2 separate regions of the Mus musculus genome follow, and region 2 is linked to region 1. Evidence: chromatin contacts called from public promoter capture Hi-C data. All regions are on one chromosome and are shown on one strand. Each heading gives the region's core, a stretch centred on a gene start, on an enhancer-like site or on the middle of the called end of the contact. The rest is flanking DNA. Distances are from core to core; before and after follow the strand shown.

Region 1 (4,020 bases), core at 777-3,276:
TAGCCTACACAACCACATCTCTGCATTCAAGCAACCCGTGATAAAATAATATCAGGACAGAAAATTGTATCGGTACAGACTTTTTTCTTTTTTTAAACATGCACAGATTTCCCCTCCCTATTTCTTGAACAATACAGTACAACTATTAGTGCTTACGTTCTATTAGGTATTATAAGGCATTTTAGAGGTTATGTACAATATATGAGGCTGTGTAGGGGTTATGTACAAACGCTATGCTGTGTTATGCTATGCTACATAAAAGAAGTTGAGTGTCAACAGCTTTAGGGGACCCTGAAACACGGCTGGGGGGGGGGGGTCTATACTTGACTTCCCAGGCACACTTACAGCCTCAGCCCGTGGGCGTTTTGGGGATATCTAAAGATAATTATAGTACTCCTACCCCTTCAAAACAAACAAACAAAACAGAAGACAAAAGAAACAAGATTAACTCATCCTTGCGCCCAAAGCTTTTTGTTCTCTTCTTGTGGAGCTGGGGAGGTAGCCGGGGCTTCTGGTAGGCTAGGAGAGCTCTCCAGCCAGCTGTGCATTCATTGGTGTGCAAACATCAGTTGTAACCTTATTCTTAGCTAGATACTTTCTAAAAAACGGGCAAGTTCTCTTAAAGAGAACATTTAGTCCTTTTAGGTAAAATAAAAAGAGTTCAGTGAGTAAAGGCGCTTGCTGCCAAGTTTGTCAACCCCAGTCTGGTTTTACACCCACACCATGGAAAGCGACTCTCACTGCCTCTGCCTTCACTGGCAAAGAAATAGAAGTGAGGTTTGCTTTCTTCTGTTCTGTCCTTCTGTTCTGCACACCCTAACTAGTTAGAACCTTCGCTGTAATTAGTTCTGATGAAAAACAGTATATGTCTTCCTGAAACAGGAGCCTTCACAGTAAATTCCCAATCCGATCCTCCAGATCAGGGTGGAAACAGTTCCTGCCCGCTCCCCATGGTCTAGAATCCTTGGATAAGTGGGGCTCTTATACCATGTGTCATTTTTTCCTACCAGCCAACTTCACCATCTTGTGTACCTTAAATCATCTTTAGGTCACTTTAATACCCAATACAATGTAAGTTTCATGTGAATAGATGTATCAATGTCCTCTTGATCAGGGAATAATGACAAAGAAAATGTCTTCATGCTGAAAACAGGTACTTTTTTTTTTTTTTTTTTTTTTAAAGCATAAGGTTTTTAAACCCCGAGGCTGGATTATGCAAAGCATGCCCTGGCACTGGCTATTCCCCCCCACCCCCGTGTGTGTGTGTGTGTGTGTGTGTGTGTGTGTGTGTGTGTGTGTGTGTGTGTTTGGAGAGTTTCTCTATGTAGCCCTGCTGGCTGTCCTGGAACTAACTCACCATGTAGGCAAGACTGGCCTCGAACTCAGAGCTATCCGAATGCCTCTACCTCCCACTGAGCCCTGAAATTAAAACCATGTGGTCACTACGCCTGGTTCTTTTGTGTTGTTTTGTTTTGTTTTGTTTTGTGGTGTTAAGAAATTGAACCCAGGATCTGTCTGCCATGTTTCAAAAGTTTTCTTTTTCTTTTCTTTTTTTTTTAAGAGAGACTGTTTAGAAGCTATTTAAAAATTTAAATACTCTTGAGAGTCGAGTAGCTGCGAAGGTTCTGTGTGTTTTCTATTTTGATCGTTCTGTTTCTCGAGATGACCACATCTTTCAGAGGAAATGAGTCAAAGCCACTCCGTCTTGCTTTTCCAGCTGAGCATGTTCAGTTTCAATGAAGTAATGAATGAACTTGGCCAGCACCACCCCCACGCCTACAACAGCAAACACTGATGACCTCCACCAATCAGAACGCGGTCAGGGTTTTCGAGTTGAGTTCAAACAGGCCTACGGTAGGCCAATCAGCGCATCACGCCCCGCCTCCCGATGGCGGCCCCAGCCAACCACCAACTCGGAGGAGCCAAAACACGGAGGCTGGCCAATGCCGGGGTGCCCCCGCGGCACCGACTCCGCCAATGGGCGCGGCCAGGCGAGGAGAGAAACAGAGCGGCCGGGCCCGCCGCAGGATTCGAATCGAACGTCCGTGTGGGAGCCGGCGGCTGGCTGGGCTGCGCGTGGGCCAATCAGCGGCGTCGGCTCACGGCCCCCGAACGTTGGGCCTGGCGGCCCCGCCCCGCGCTGTTGTTTGCGGCGTCGGCGCGGCCGCGCGAGCCGAACCACAACATTCGCCGGGCGGCGGCGGAGCTGCGAGCGTGAGCCCGGGGCGGCCGCCCAGCGCCATGTCGGTGAACACGGACGAGCTGCGGCACCAGGTCATGATCAACCAGTTCGTGCTGGCCGCGGGCTGCGCGGCCGATCAGGCGCAGCAGCTGCTGCAAGCGGCGCACTGGCAGTTCGAGGTGTGCACCGGGCCGGGGTCGGGAGCGCGCGTGGGAGCCGGGGGCCGCGTAGGGGGGCCGCGGCGGGGGGGGGGGGGGCCGGGGCGGCCAGGCCTCGCTCACGCCGCTGCGTCCCGTATTTTGTCCGCAGACCGCCCTAAGCACGTTCTTTCAAGAAAGCAACATTCCCAACAGCCACCACCACCCGCAGATGGTAAGTGTTCCCCAGGGCCGCGGAGGGGGCGCTCGGTGCGGCAGGGTCGCTGTCAGCCGCGCCGGTGACAGCCATGTTGCCGGGGAGCGGCGCGCCGCGAATGTAAACAAAGAGCCAAAATGTCTTCCAGGAAAGAGCGCTCCCAGGCCGGCGCTGGCTCGCCCAACTTTGGGACCCGCCTCCAGGCCGCTGGATCGGGGCCTGAGGCCCTGTGCTGGGCGCTGTGCCCTGGGTGTAAGGGCCTTGGTGTTGGGGAGGTGGGGGTAGAAGGAAGGGAAGACGGCTTCCAGCAGGATGTTGCGATTCTGATAGCAGAGGATGGGGAAGGGGCTCGAGGATAACCAGACCTTTGGGGACTTCGGGGTGGTGGGGGACTGAGGGATTTGTGTCTTGATGCAAAACACACACACACACACACACACACACACGACTGAGGTAGGGATTTGTGTCTTGGTGCAACAAACACAGCCGTGTGCACACACACACACACACACACACCACCCACCCACCCAGTGCTGCAGGAAGCAGGGGAGGGATAGATCCACCCTGGCTCCGGAAGTCCAACTCTACCCACAAAGGTAGGCTGGCCCTTCCAAAGCCTCCAGGGAACATAACCTTTATGGAGGATATACAGATTTATATACCTAAGGTGAGGCCAAGAATTTCTTTTAATCTCAGTATGTTAAGAAACAAAACAGTCCAGGAAATAGTTCTTGGAGCCTGGATTTGTCCTCTTCCAACTTGGCTCCAGGCTAGAGCCTTTGCCCTCTGGCCAGTGGGTACCCTGCTTTCCTGAGGCCAGGCACATCCCTTCTCTGCTCTAACTCCTAGTTAGCTATTAGCTCCAAACGTGTAGGAGGGCCTGAGCCCAGGAGAGGGGTGGTAAAACATTATTCCCTAAGAGATCTGCCATTGGACTTTTTTGTTTTTTTTGGTGTCCTTGTCCCCAGGAGACAAGACTACATGTGGATCTTCTGCTGTATCTTGTTCTCAGCACTTTTTTCTTCTGACAAAAACGAGCCGCCCCCCCCCCTCCCCGCGTGGTGGCGCACGCCTTTAATCCCAGCACTCAGGAGGCAGAGGCAGGCAGATTTCTGAGTTCGAGGCCAGCCTGGTCTACAGAGTGAGTTCCAGGACAGACAGGGCTACACAGAGAAACCCTGTCGCGAAAAACAAAAAAAAAAAACAAAAACAAACAAAAAACGAGGGGGGATGCTCAGGAAGGAGAGTCTGCCTCAGTTTAAACTAGCTCTCAACATTTGGAGTAAGATTGGAAAATGAATGATGCTGTGGGCCCCAGCCACTGCGGCCAAGCTCTTAGAAAATTCAGGTGGGATTCATCATGCCCAAGACCCCCTCCTACATCCAGCCATCCAGACCTCCAGCTTCCTAGACCTGGGAGTCTTCTGCTTTCATCCTGCTCAGTGTCTTCCTATGCACAAGACTATTCAGAAAAGCATAGCCAT
Region 2 (4,020 bases), core at 946-3,445, 2.7 Mb after region 1:
GTCCCCCAGCCCCTCCTCCCGGAGGTTGGGGGCATAAGGCCTTGTCAACTTTTATCCGGTTGCCAAAAGGTTAAGTTCAGTTCCATGACGTTCGGGGCGGTTTCACAATGCCAGCTCCTTCAGAGCTGCCCCGCGAGGTGCCCGTGCCAAGCCAGCAGTGGCTGCAGAAAGCAACACCTAGGCTCTGGGGGTGGGGCTCCAAGGTTGCCAAGGGAGGGGGTCACGGAAATTCAGGTACAGTATTCCTAGGCAGATCCAGGGTCATCCCCACGTAGTCTTCCAGCAGTTTCCCAAAACACAAGCCTACCTTCCCCAGCCCTACCCTGCCCCCACTCCCAAGCTGCAGCAACCGCCAAGGACGTTGGTTAGAGAAGCCCAGGCCGCAGCCTTGCCCATCCGGATTTGTTGGGGGTGGGGCTCCTGCCTGCCCCCTCCCACCCCTTCCCCTTTTCCCACTGCTGCAAGCAGTCATCCATCCCCTATGGCCCACCTATGTATGGCCAGGGCAGCAGGCTGCTCACCTGTTCTGGAAGGCGATCAGCAGCCGGGGATCCAAGATGTTCTCCTCTGGTTCCCACGTGTTATATCTTGCAAGTGAAAAAGGAACGGGGCGGGGAGGGGGGGCAGAGTGTAAGAAAAAAAAAAGGCCAGGTTGGGAATGACATAAGGCCCTATGTGGCTTCCTGAATCAAAGGCTATGGATGTGGAGGGTAGACAGTAGGTTTCTTAAGGCTTAACATGGCCCTTGATTACCCCCCAAGTTAAAATACACACACAAGGGCAGGAGGAAAGGAGGGGGTGAAGAAAACGAAACTAGCAGTTTATTTTGCAGTCGTCAAGAATTTTAAGCATGTTACTGTGACGTGTTCCAAGGCCACTTTCCTCTCCAGAAACCCTCCGTGCAAAGCAGCCCAAAAGCAAAGTCGCAGTCCCCCTCCCTATCCCCAGCCCAAGTCTCCAGTAGGGCTTCAGCTGGTCTGCATTGGACCCCTAATCCGGTAACTCACAGCTCAGCGCCCCCCTCAAGGCCCAGGAGACCGCTGTCACTGGCAAGCAAACCCCAAATACTCAGCAGTACAAAAATATGCCTCTCTTTCCCTCTCCCTCTCCCTCTCCGAGTGTGTGTGTGTGTGTGTGTGTGTGTGTGTGTGTGCCTGCGCCTGTCTCCATCCGGTGCCTTCGCATTTCAAATTAAAAAAAAAATTCCCCATCGAAAGAGCTGCAGTGACAGTTCCCAACATTTTCTGTCTTTTTTCTTCCCTACCCTGCACCACCAGGAGGGAGGACGCATACAATTGCATTTTCGTCGCTTTTAAAAAAAATTTTTTTTTTTTTTTTTGGTTTTGCAATATGGAGCCGTTCGGTGGAGGGAAAGGGGAAAGGAGCCATTTTCTGCTGCACATCAGTCAGTGCCTGCGCCCTCCCTCCCTCCGCCGGCCTCCCGGGCTCGGCCCCGCGTCTCTCCAGCTCCTCCGGCTCCTTTTAGCGCATAAATTAGTGATGGCATTTCCCGGAGAGCGGAGCACAACACAGGGCGCCCGGCTCGGGCTCGGCTGCTCCGCTTCCCAGTGCCTGCCACCGACTTCCCCACCCCCTCCTCTCTCCACCCCACCTCCACCCCGCCTCCCGTCCGCTCCCCCACCACCCCACCAGCTCCACGGGTCTGCTGGCCAGGGCGCTTGGTGCCGAGGCACCCGGCCCCCGCCGCCACTTACTTGGGGGACCAGCCTCTCCATTTCACCAGATACTCCACTCTGCCCTGTAGGGGGGGAAGAGACAGCACTCCATCAGCTTCCGCGGGATCCCCGGCTCCGGCCCGCAGCCTCCCCACCCCCTCCGCGCCTCTCGCTCGCTGCTCCCGCCGCCGCTCCCGCGCCTCGGCGCCGCCACCCGCGCGCCACCCCTACCTTGCGTATCCGCTTCTTTTCGATGCTCTCCACCGCGAAGACGTGCTCGCCAACAGCTGGCAGCTCCATGGCCGAACCCGAGCGCTCAGGGGCGCAAGCGGCCGGCGCGGCTGCAGACACAGCTAGCTCCCGCCGGCGCCCCGATACGATCCTGCGCGTGGACCTCGCCACGCGCCCGGCCCCCGCCGCCGCCACTCGCCCCTCAACAGCCTGGCCGCCGCCGCCGCCGCCGCTGCCTGCACCCGCCGGCTCTCAGCTCGCGCTCGCTCGCTCGCTCGCTCGCTCAGACAACTGAGCCCGGGCCGCCGCGGCACGAGAACTCATGCAAATCCCGGACGTCAGCGGGCGGGGCCTCGCAGGGCCCAGCTCGGCGTCAGGAGGCGGGACGCGCCTCGGATTGGCGCAGCCCGGCCTACCCGAGGCCCCCGGTCTGGGCAGCAGGGAAGGAGGAGGGCGCGGGAGGAGGCTGGGGAGGAGGAGGGCGCGGGGAGGTGCAGGGGAGGGATCTGAGAGCCGGGAAAGTGAGCTGGGGCCGCGGAATAGAGGTGTCTCTGCCTAGGCGGCCAGGGTGGGCACCTCGACCGGGCCCACTCTGATCCGCAGCCGGACACTTGGGACTCTCCCGTCCCCACCCTCGGCCTCTGTTTCTGCTTGTGCAAGGCCCGGGGATCCCTGCTGGGGGCCACGGAAGCACCCGCTGCACTTTACAGTTGCTCCCAACTACATCTGTCCAGCAGAGCTCTGGAAGCACAGGGGACTTTCCGGCAGGGGGCGGAATGGAGGCGGGGGCAGTTCAGGACCCCACCCTCGGTGCCCACCGCCCCGCCCCGCCAGTCTCTGGGCATTTAGGCCGCGAGGTGGGGAGAGAAAGAGCCAGAAGACTGAGGACTTGGACAAGTGGAGGAGCACGGAGAGGCGAAGACAGGGACAAAGAAACAGCTGGCCACGGGGCATTTAGCACTCAAGAACCTCAGCAGAAAGGGGCTCTGAATCCGATGCCACCCAAGATTCTGAACGGCTTCTAATTTACACTTGGTTCACTCATTCGCGGGGAAGGGGCAGTTTCTAAGCAAGGCCTCTTGCTTAGTCTGAGATGCTGGGAGAAGAGAGAGAGAGAGAGAGAGAGAGCGAGAGAGAGAGAGGGGGAGAGAGAGAGAGAGAGAGAGAGAGAGAGAGAGAGAGAGAGAGAGAATGAATATGGGGGTGAATGAGTCTGGGGGGTCCAAGGGGACTTCGTGGGGCTTCATGGAAGAGCCTCAAAAGTAAGAGTGGGGAGGACCAAGTAGATGTTGAGGCGGAGGGTTGGTGGATGAGTGGACTGCGAGAAGGGGAGGGGAAATGGCCAAGGAGCCACAGTGTCTTCCTGAATTCCCGTCCTCTGGTCTCTGACAGCCAAGCCCTGCTGACGCGGCCTTTGGAGCCCTGGAGTGTGAAGTTTAGCACCTCGGAGCCGGCCAGCCCCGCACGTTCAGGGGTATTCAGCGCCAGCGTCCGGCTGGGGGAGCTGCTGCGCCAGACGCGGCCTTCCGAGGGCGCCACAGTGGGCCTGGGAGATCCGTGGGGTCGCAGTGGGTAGACTTGACAGAGAACATGCCATTCTAAGTGGGAGGGTAAGGGTGTGCCTTGCCTGTGGTGCGTCCGGGGCCCCAGCTCAGGGCTCCTGAAGAACGTGGAGCAGGAAGCTTGCGCAATCCCTTGGCTGAGCGTCCACAGAGACAGAAAAAGCGCAAAAGAGGAGAGTGGGTCGACGGAGGGGGAGGGCAAGGAGACGTCCGAGTCTCTGTCCCTGCTTTTATTGCGTCTCAGGGTGCCTGGTGAGGACTATGTTGTGATGACTTGCGAAGGGCCAGGTGCAGAAGTGAACCCCCAAAAGCCTGCCAGGGCTTGTGTTTTCCCAGGCATCCAGTAAAAGTCTTCAGACGGTTAGTTTGATGTTGCACACACACGCTGACTCCACGCACCTCCACTTTGCAACACTGTGGCTTCCGCTGTTGCTTAGCGGCAGCTCTCTCAGAATTTACTCCTTAGAGTGTTGAGGTGGAAGGGGTCCTCTTCTGGAGACAAGAGAGTACTCAGTGTGCAACGGCTGGTCTCTGACTATCATAAGGCCCAA

The links. Promoter capture Hi-C pulls out the DNA fragments that hold promoters and counts their contacts.
Region 2: a promoter capture Hi-C map of liver shows a contact between it and region 1, with 2.9 times the contacts expected there. The contact joins the promoter of Cbx4 here to the promoter of Ubald2 in region 1. A contact is called at or near these places in 1 of 39 promoter capture datasets (liver) and 1 of 484 Hi-C or Micro-C datasets (B cells).

What each region holds. Positions count from the first base shown.
Region 1 is chr11:116,432,068-116,436,087 of GRCm38.p6, forward strand. It overlaps Ubald2 (UBA-like domain containing 2), which reads left to right and starts at 2,027. Exons shown (of 3, transcript NM_176902.3): 1 at 2,027-2,361; 2 at 2,492-2,554. The coding sequence starts at 2,242.
Region 2 is chr11:119,084,042-119,088,061 of GRCm38.p6, forward strand. It overlaps Cbx4 (chromobox 4), which reads right to left and starts at 2,196. Exons shown (of 5, transcript NM_007625.2): 1 at 1,908-2,196; 2 at 1,716-1,759; 3 at 522-587. The coding sequence starts at 1,976.